Regions from separate parts of the Hordeum vulgare genome. Here region 1 is linked to region 2. The links are chromatin contacts, called in public Hi-C maps. All regions are on one chromosome and are shown on one strand. The core of a region is the stretch at or near the end of the contact, and the rest is flanking DNA. Distances in the headings are between cores, read along the strand shown. Region 1 holds the start of LOC123426370. Region 2 holds the start of LOC123426368 (U3 small nucleolar RNA-associated protein 6 homolog).

The links. A called contact is a pair of places that touch in the nucleus more often than the background predicts.
Region 1: a Hi-C map of seedling shows a contact between it and region 2, with 4 times the contacts expected there. The contact joins the promoter of LOC123426370 here to the promoter of LOC123426368 in region 2. A contact is called at or near these places in 2 of 6 Hi-C or Micro-C datasets (leaf and seedling).

What each region holds. Positions count from the first base shown.
Region 1 is chr2H:383,724,300-383,728,620 of MorexV3_pseudomolecules_assembly, forward strand. It overlaps LOC123426370, which reads right to left and starts at 2,462. Exons shown (of 5, transcript XM_045110181.1): 1 at 2,191-2,462; 2 at 666-1,072; 3 at 1-559. The coding sequence starts at 716.
Region 2 is chr2H:383,497,622-383,501,905 of MorexV3_pseudomolecules_assembly, forward strand. LOC123426368 (U3 small nucleolar RNA-associated protein 6 homolog) reads right to left here and starts at 1,392. Exons shown (of 6, transcript XM_045110179.1): 1 at 806-1,392. The coding sequence starts at 1,264.

The sequences.
Region 1 (4,321 bases), core at 1,212-3,711, 230 kb after region 2:
TATCAGAATTATTCTGAAATATGGCAGATTGTGACCTTGGAAATTTGCTATGGTCATAAGAGTGATGCCTGTCAGAATCAGCAGCATGATCAACTGAAGGTTCATAAACACCATGACTGATCAGGTCAGATGAGGCATCAAAAACATTCTCATTGTTCTTGCTGCCTACCCTAGTGGATTCTTCAACATCTGTATTGCTCTTGAAACCAGAGCGATGGCTTCTGTAATCATGGTCCGTAATATCACATTCAGTACCTTCACTGCCATGATGATCACAATCCTCTTGAAGCATGTTTCCAAGAGACTGGCTCTTCTGTAGGTGCCCAACTTTCTCCTCCGTGTCATCATCAGAGCATGCATGTCTACTCCATTCATCAGATCTCCAGCATTCTTGGTGAGATGATGAGTTAATATCATACTGCCCATTAGCAACTGAATGGTTATTTTCACCGGCCATCTGGCTTGGGCTCGCTGATCCAGCAGTGAACTTCACTGTTTGTTCCTGAGAATCTTTCTTTGAAAGAGTGAGCATGGTCTTATCTTCTAGCAGAAAGCACCCCTAAAGTACAAAAGGGGAACAAAGATATTTGGGTAACTATTAGTTGACAGCTCAAACAAAGAATACAATTGGAAACCATTCAAAATGCATCAGGTATTTTCCATACCTTTGTTTTCTGTTGTGTAGTAGAGGATGAAAAGCAGAAAAACCTAACCATAAGTCAACTCTAGTGCCAACTGAGCTAACACCAGATCCAAAAACAGAGTCGATTCAATCACATTGCTAAATCACAGGCCTGTCTTGGAAGAGAGCTCAGCTCAAAAAAAATTGTTACATCTCAGCTACTGTCCTCAATTAACCATAATCAACAAAAAGCCCCTCCAGTGCACGCCGTAATCTCCAGATGTATGATGGGATTACTCCCAAAGGCAGTGATACGTTGAATGCAGAATTGTTGCAAATCCACACCCACTCAGAGGTGCGAGACCTGAATGATCTCTTGATATCTGCCAGAATGGAAGAAGGATTTAGGAACTAGACTATTCCAGGAGGTTGCATGTAGTCGTGGAAATCCTGCAGAAACAAGAAGAGTGTGAGCAATCTGGCACGCATCATACCTAACATGTGAAATGTTGACTTGAAATGTTCCACTACGTATGGTTTTAGCATCTTAAACATACACTCCCTCCGTCCCACAATATAAGAGTGTCTTGCAAGCGAAAACGTTCAGCATTAGTGAACAGAGGTAGCACTAAGGAGAACCATTTCTTGAACTAATGATAAACTTAATCATCACCGAGTACAAAATGTTCAGTTCCATGCAAGAACAAAGCATATGCATGCCACTGCTATTCGACTGAGACTATAACAAGTCCAAGCAAACCTGAGTTGGTAGAGTCCACAATTATCGCCAATATATACTACAGTACCTTGCAAGTTGCAACAAAAAGGACAAGATCCAAACAGAAAGGGTTCTTGATGTCACTGATTCCGATCACAATTATTGTGATTTGAGAGATCCTGCACCTCAACCCCAGAAGTCCCTCCACACCACACTTTCTCTCCTCCCGTGAGCGGGGGAAGCAAGCGAAGGGCACTTTTTCCTGTTTTCCCGTTCGCATGTCACGACTTGCACGAGACAGAAGCTGACACGTCAATGTCCTTTCACTGTATTTTACAGCCGAAAGATACAACTTTTGCACTGCTATAATAATTATTAATGAGCCTTTTCAATATGAAAAATCTGGTAACGATGGTGGGAAGGAGTAGTAGTATTATGCTCAGTGCAGCTATTTTAAAATATCTGGGATTAAATCAAAGAGAAAGAATCAAAACAAAGTCGCGATTCTACCCATTAAGCCACCGTACAGCTAGCTTCCACTACAACGCGATTAGATTCGAGTAGCCAGGCCATAGATTCGTGTCGAATCCAATTCGATATGGACCATCCCAGTGTTCTTGCTTGGAGGAAACCAAATCAAAGAACGGGAATCGGCAGCTGAAATCAAGAACGGGGCCCGGCCTGACGAACCGAGAAACAGCCCGAATCTATCTAGCATGTATGGTCGAGCAGAGATCATGAAACAGTAAAACCAAATCTAACAACATGAATCCACTAGAATCTAACTAAAGGAAGGAGACGATAACGAAGAAGAAGAAGAAGAAGATGAAGAAGAAGAAGCCAGTGTTACCTTCTCCTCTCGGCTGCTCTCGCTCCCTCTTCCACGTGAGCGGCGGACGGCGGTGCTTTTTGTACAGTTGGATTGGATCTGCCTATGTGGGCGTGCGCGTACGGCGAGTTGTACTCGGATTGGTTAGCGCGAAGAGAGAGATGAGGGAGGAGGAAGAGGGGTTGTTGTGGTCGTGTGGTGCGCCGCAATCGCAATTGCTAACGTGCGGAGGGTAAGGTGTTCAAGTTTGATTCCATCCTCTTCTTTTCTGGATTTTTATAAGGGGATTTGATAACTTTACACTACGATAAGGTAATATTATAGCTGGCCAAACGGACAGGCCGGCCGCGAGCCGGTCCGCACGGCCCGCCATGGCCTATACCTGGCCAAACGGGCCGGGCTAAACAGGCCGGCCCGCCATGCCGGCACGTCATGGGCCCAGCCCGACACGATTTAAACGGGTCGTGCCAGGCACGCGGCACGCCTCGGGCCGTGCCTGGGCCTGAGGGCTGGGCACGCGGGACGGCACGTTTATTTTTTATATAAATATAGGATAAAAAAAACCTAATATAGACCAAAATCGGCCCAAAACACAACCCAATATATTAAAATAGGCCCAATAAACAGTCTAACAAGCCAAAATCAGTCCAATAATAGCCTAAAAAATAGGCTAGCGGGCCAGGCGTGCCTACGGGCCGGCCCGTATAGCCTTCGTGTCGTGCCTGGGCCGGGAGGCTGCGCCGGTGGGCCGGTACGGCACGGCCCGGCTAATAATCGGGCCAAGGCATGCCGTGTCGTGCCTGGCACGATTATGGTGGGTCGGGCCGGGTCGTGCCGGGTCGACCCGTTTGGCCAGGTCTGCCATGGCCAGCCACGGCACGACTTAAACAGATTTGTGCCATGCACACAACATGCCTTGGGTCGTGCCTACGCCTGGAGGCTGGACACGCAGGCTGACACGACATGGTCCATTTATTTTTATATATATATTTAGATTTTTTTAATATATATATATATATACATAATATATGACTCAATATGTTAAAAATAAGCTCATGGGTTAAAAATATACGACCTAGCGTGTTAATCGGACCAACACGTCGATCCATTTAATAATCGGGTTGTGTCTGGGTCTGGAGACGCAGCGGTCGTGCCGTGTCGGGCCCGTTTGGTCAGGTATGGGTAATACCAACTGAATTGTGTATTCTCCTCAAAACTAAATTTGTTATTTACAAGTGTTAGGGCAACTCCAACATCATCGCGTACCAAAACATCTTTAAATGTCTCAAATGTCCGAGGATTGGTTCGAATGTTTGGAATATCGCAAATCAAAAGAAAATCTTGGGAGGTTTGTTGGGTTGAGGATGCAATTTTAGGTCTTGATCAGCAATATTTCCTTTCGTCTATTTATTAGACAAACGAAAGGAAGAATTGAACTGAGATAAGTGGTTTTTATCATTTCGTTGTCTTCAAACCACTCTTACCCTTTCTTTCACTTCCTTTCCTAATGTGTCACTCATATCAATCCCTATTGACGGTGTAGTACACCGTAATGGCTTCTCAAAGGGGAGCACGGCAGTGGGCCTGCCCCAGGGCTCATGCAGCTGAGATGGAACCCACGAAAAAGGGAACCCGGAGGATCGGATAGATTGAGGCAGCATCTTGGTGAGCAAGCCAAGGTGGCGGCGGCGCAAGATCAAGCAAGCCCTCATGTAAACCCTAGCCCATGCCATATATATATAAGGCGGGGATGGTCCTAGCCATTTCCATCTACACTTGTAGTTTATACTCTCGGTAGCAAGAAACACCATCTTCATTGTAATCCCTCGCATGAGGAACTACATCATGAATACACATCACAAACATGGCATAGGATATTACCTACTCTGAAAGGCACGAACTTGGGTACCCCATCATGTGAACTCCGTTATGTCACTTTTTGATTGTGTTCGCCACCCTACCATGGGTACTGACAGTTCTACGTACCATCAGCTGGCACGCCAACCGCAGGTTGCGTCGGAGAACAAATCCAGATCGGATCTCTGTTCATGCTTGGTGACTACATACCAGGCCAAACCTTCACCCTCAGCTCCTTCAAGCTCGTCGTCAATGGCCGCAACCACTTTACAACGTCGCGTGATCCTCAATCGAC
Region 2 (4,284 bases), core at 142-2,641:
GCCCACTGGGTGCAAGAAAAACGCGTTTGATACCATACACAGGCTTGCACTCTCACGAACCTTAAAGCAGCCCAAACTAGGAACGCTCGAATATGCCGTTTCCAGCGAGCTAGGCTGAGTCAAGTGCAGAAGGGCGCATGGCATACGAGGCGGTGCAGGGAGGAATAGGCGTGGAGATGGCGGAAGACCAAAATCCGCCGACCCAGGATGGTACAAAATCATGCATCCCCCCCCCCCCAACACACACACACACAAACACACACACTTACTCGCTCACCTCTAGCGGTAGGACAAACCCAACATCAGTTCTTGGCAGCGGCGGCGAATCAGATCAGAGGAAGCGAAGGCGGCGACTTCAATCTTCGGCAGCGGGACTTGCTTCTCCCCTTCGTCTTCGACTCTGTCTCGTCCTCCTTGTTTCATCTAAATGTGGTGAAATTCCTGATTTCTAGACCATATATGACATGTTTTTTTCTACAAACCGCTAGATAGTTTAGGTTCCTCTAGCTCGCTGTAGCTATTATAGCTTCTGGGAAGGCCGCCGCTAAACTATTTAGCCCGCTACTTAATACCTTAACTTTTCAAGTCAAGAACAAGGGCAACTCAGCAGCGATGAAAAACAAGCATGACGAAACCCAATCATAACCCCTCACTGTATGTGCCCACGCTGCAGTCCTAAATACTACAATTTCCCACGAATTAGTTGCTGCAGGAAGAGCTCTACATAGAAAAGCTGACAACTTTGATCCTCGCGGACACAACTATTTGATGCCCTATTGTGGCCAGGTAAGTATTTGATGCGTACCTGCTTCATCCGGCCGTGGCCCTTCTGGCGGCAGAACTCGAGGTAGCGGAACCAGAGGTCGAGGTCGCCCTTGAACCTGACGGTGGCCATCCTGTAGACGTCGAGGACGCGGAGGACTCCCGCGAAGTCGGAGATGGACTTGGCCCACTTCTTCTTCTTCCTCCTCCTCTTTTTGCCATCCTCGTTTGTGTCCTTGTCCTCGTCGGAGTGGGTAGGGTTGGGCGTGGCGCGTATGATGGCGCGCTTGCGCAGGTCGCGGAGCGCGTCAACGCGGAGCAGGTAGGCGATGTAGTCGAGGAAGTCGGCCTTGCGCGGGGAGTGACGGCGGAGGCGGAACTCGAAGTCGCGGCGGCGGCGCACGACCTCGGCGAGCTCGGCGCGGGTGAAGAGGCCCCGGCGCTCGAGGTCGTCGAGCTCATCGGACATCCGCTCGAGGCGGTACTGCACCGCGTCCGCCATCTCGGCGCTGGCGCGGTGGAGCTGATGCTAGGGTTTAGGGTTTTGGTTGCGGCGTGGAGGGTGGGGAGGGGAGGGCCGCCACGGCAACGAGGATGGTAGAGAAAAGAGTGAGAGGGGGTGGTCGCGCCGTCGCTGTGGGAGAGGGGATGGTGTCTGTTGAGCGGGCTGCTGGGCTGAGGCAACGCAAGTTGGGTCAAACTTCGGGCCCTTGGTGGGCTAGCCACTTGAGGCCATTTCTTATTTTTACTCGCACCATTTTGCAACAACAAAAAATGCAAACCCCTTTATTAAGTGGCAATCAAAATAGCATCATTTACAAGCACAGGGGCAATGGCAGTAGGTGCCTCATCAAACCAGGTACCACGTGGATAAAACCTAGCAATCCTCGCCAATTCATGTGCTACATAATTTTCTTCTTTATGACATTGTTTGTAGTGGATTTGTGATAGATCGAGCCATATGATAACAATCGTCGAAAATAGCAGCACACAATCCCGAGAAAGTACCACCATCTTGCATTGCGGCGATTACATCAGAATTGATGATTAACCTAGAGCATTCGAATGACTGGGCAAGATTCAGACCAAAGCGAAGAGCAGTAGCTTCAACCATGAGAACATCCACACAAACCCCTAGATTATTGTTCCCTGCCGCCAAGAACTTTCCGGAACTGTCACGTAATACAGCACCCACAATGGCTCGGAGTGAATCACTATCATAAGCAACATCCACGTTAAGTTTTACAAAGCCAGCACTAGGGCGAGTCCATATGATCCTTTTCACCTTTGCCTTAGGCTTATAGGCTGCTGAAAAGTTGTATGTCACAGCTCGGATAGCAGAGATTATTTGTAGGTTGCTGCGTTTGCTCGTCGTGTACCAACTTTGTTCTTTCCCACCATAAGTACCAGACCGCAACAGCCATGAGATGGTCTGATCTAACTTGCCCAAGGACACGTGTTTCGTCTGCATGAAGACAAAGGAGATATTCAAGCATCGCCTCGCCCACATGATCCACTTTACAAGCATGCTCAATAGCATCTTCAAATCCCAAACCCAACCAAACCTGTCTAGTTTTCTGACATTGGAAAAGCATATGTTTAACGCTCTCAGACAACTCGCAGGCTGGGCATTTTGTACTTACCTTCATATGTCTATCAGCTAGGGTTACAACGGCATGGCAGGGTACCATGAAGAGCTCTCCAAAGGAAAAAATCCACCTTGGCAGGGTAACCCAGTTTCCACACAACATCCCAAATTGGGTTTATATTCACGGACTAGGACGATATGTTGCAGCCCTTGATAAATATTTATCATTCCATACTGCATAGTAAGCCGACCTAACCGAAAAGGCTCCAGTTTTTGTGAGGTTCCAAGCAACAAAATCTGTCATATCATATGATGGTAGCGGGATAAAGAGGATACAAATCACATCCACCGGCCAAAAAATCTGCTCAACTAGTTGTATAATCCATTAACCTGTGGTCGAATATCAAATCAGATATCAAATCAGCCACCTTAGAGAGCAATTGATTGCCCCTCCCACCCACCGACAATCTAGATGGGACTATGGTATCCATGCATCAAACCAAATATTAATATTTTGTCGATCTCCAACTCGCCAAACATATCCTAGCTTTAGTGTATTCACTCCTTCCATAATGCTTTGTCATGTATAGGACTCCTTCTTCTTCAAAGTGGCATTAAGCAAGTCGCCATCAAGAAAGTATTTCGCACGAAGTATTGTGGCACAAAGAGACTTGGGATTATCTATCAAGCGCCAAGCTTGTTTGGCCAATAGAGCAAGATTGAAATTGTGTATATCTCTGAACCTCATTCCACCTTCTTTCTTTGGTACACACATTTTCCACCAGGCAAACAAAGTGCATTCTCTTTTGGGTAGCATCATCACCCCACCAATATTGCGCCATCGCATCTGTAATTCACTTACAATTTTTTTAGGGATTTTGAAGACCGACATAGCATATGACGACGCCGCGTCCTTCGCCCTCGGCTCCCTCCGTCGTCCGCCCCTCGTTGTTCGCCCCCTCCATGGTCCGCCCCCTCTGTCGTCCATCCCCTTCATCGTCCTCCCCTTCGTCGATAGCCCTCTGCCCTTCGTCCTCTGCCTCCTCCGAGAAAGCCCACCACCTTCGGCGCCCCCTAGCCTCGAGCGAGCTCCCCTACACGCTGAATGGTGATGTCCAAGGGTGTCATTTCCCTCGTGGGTATCGCTAGCAAGCTCATCTTCCTCCTCATCTCTATCTTTGATGCTGCTGCTACAGATTTCCTGTTGGACAAATGTTGAATGATTATTGTTGCGGCAGATGAATGATGTTGTTATTTGCTAGAGATTTGGTATATGATATACTAGTAGTTGCTTGCTTGATGGATGGTGCATATTTAGTTTTCTTGCAAGATGATTTTCTCATATGTTCTTACTACAGATTTGCTGCTGGATAGAGGATGAACGATTGCTACTGCTGGATATGAATGATGTTTTTAGTTGTTGGAGTTTTGGTATATGATCTACTCCTAGTTGCTTGAATGATGGATGTATGGATGTTATTGTTACTTCCATTTATTCATGACCCTCCTCATTTCTATAATAGATTTCCCTGATAGATGCTTTCTTTTAAAGCAGTAATTTCTTGGAGTACTCCATATAGCTCTATTAGGTTATCTTGCATTTGTTGTAATTTCAGTAGTTTCTTCATCTTGATCTGGAGATTTGCATTACGTGCATGGGTTAGAAGGTAGTGGTCGTGGTCTTTTTTTCATGCATTATGTGCATGGGTTAGAAGGTAGTGGGAGCAAAGACAAAAAAACAGACGAAGGGGAGGAGAGACGGAAAAAAAAGACGAGGTGGGAGGTGAGACAAAAAAAATGGAACGGTGATACATCCATTTTGCATCATGCTTTCATGTTGATATTTATCGCTTTTTTGGGATGTTATTTCACTTCAGGTACAATACTTATGCCTTTTCTCTCTTATTTTGCAAGGATTACATGAAGAGGGAGAA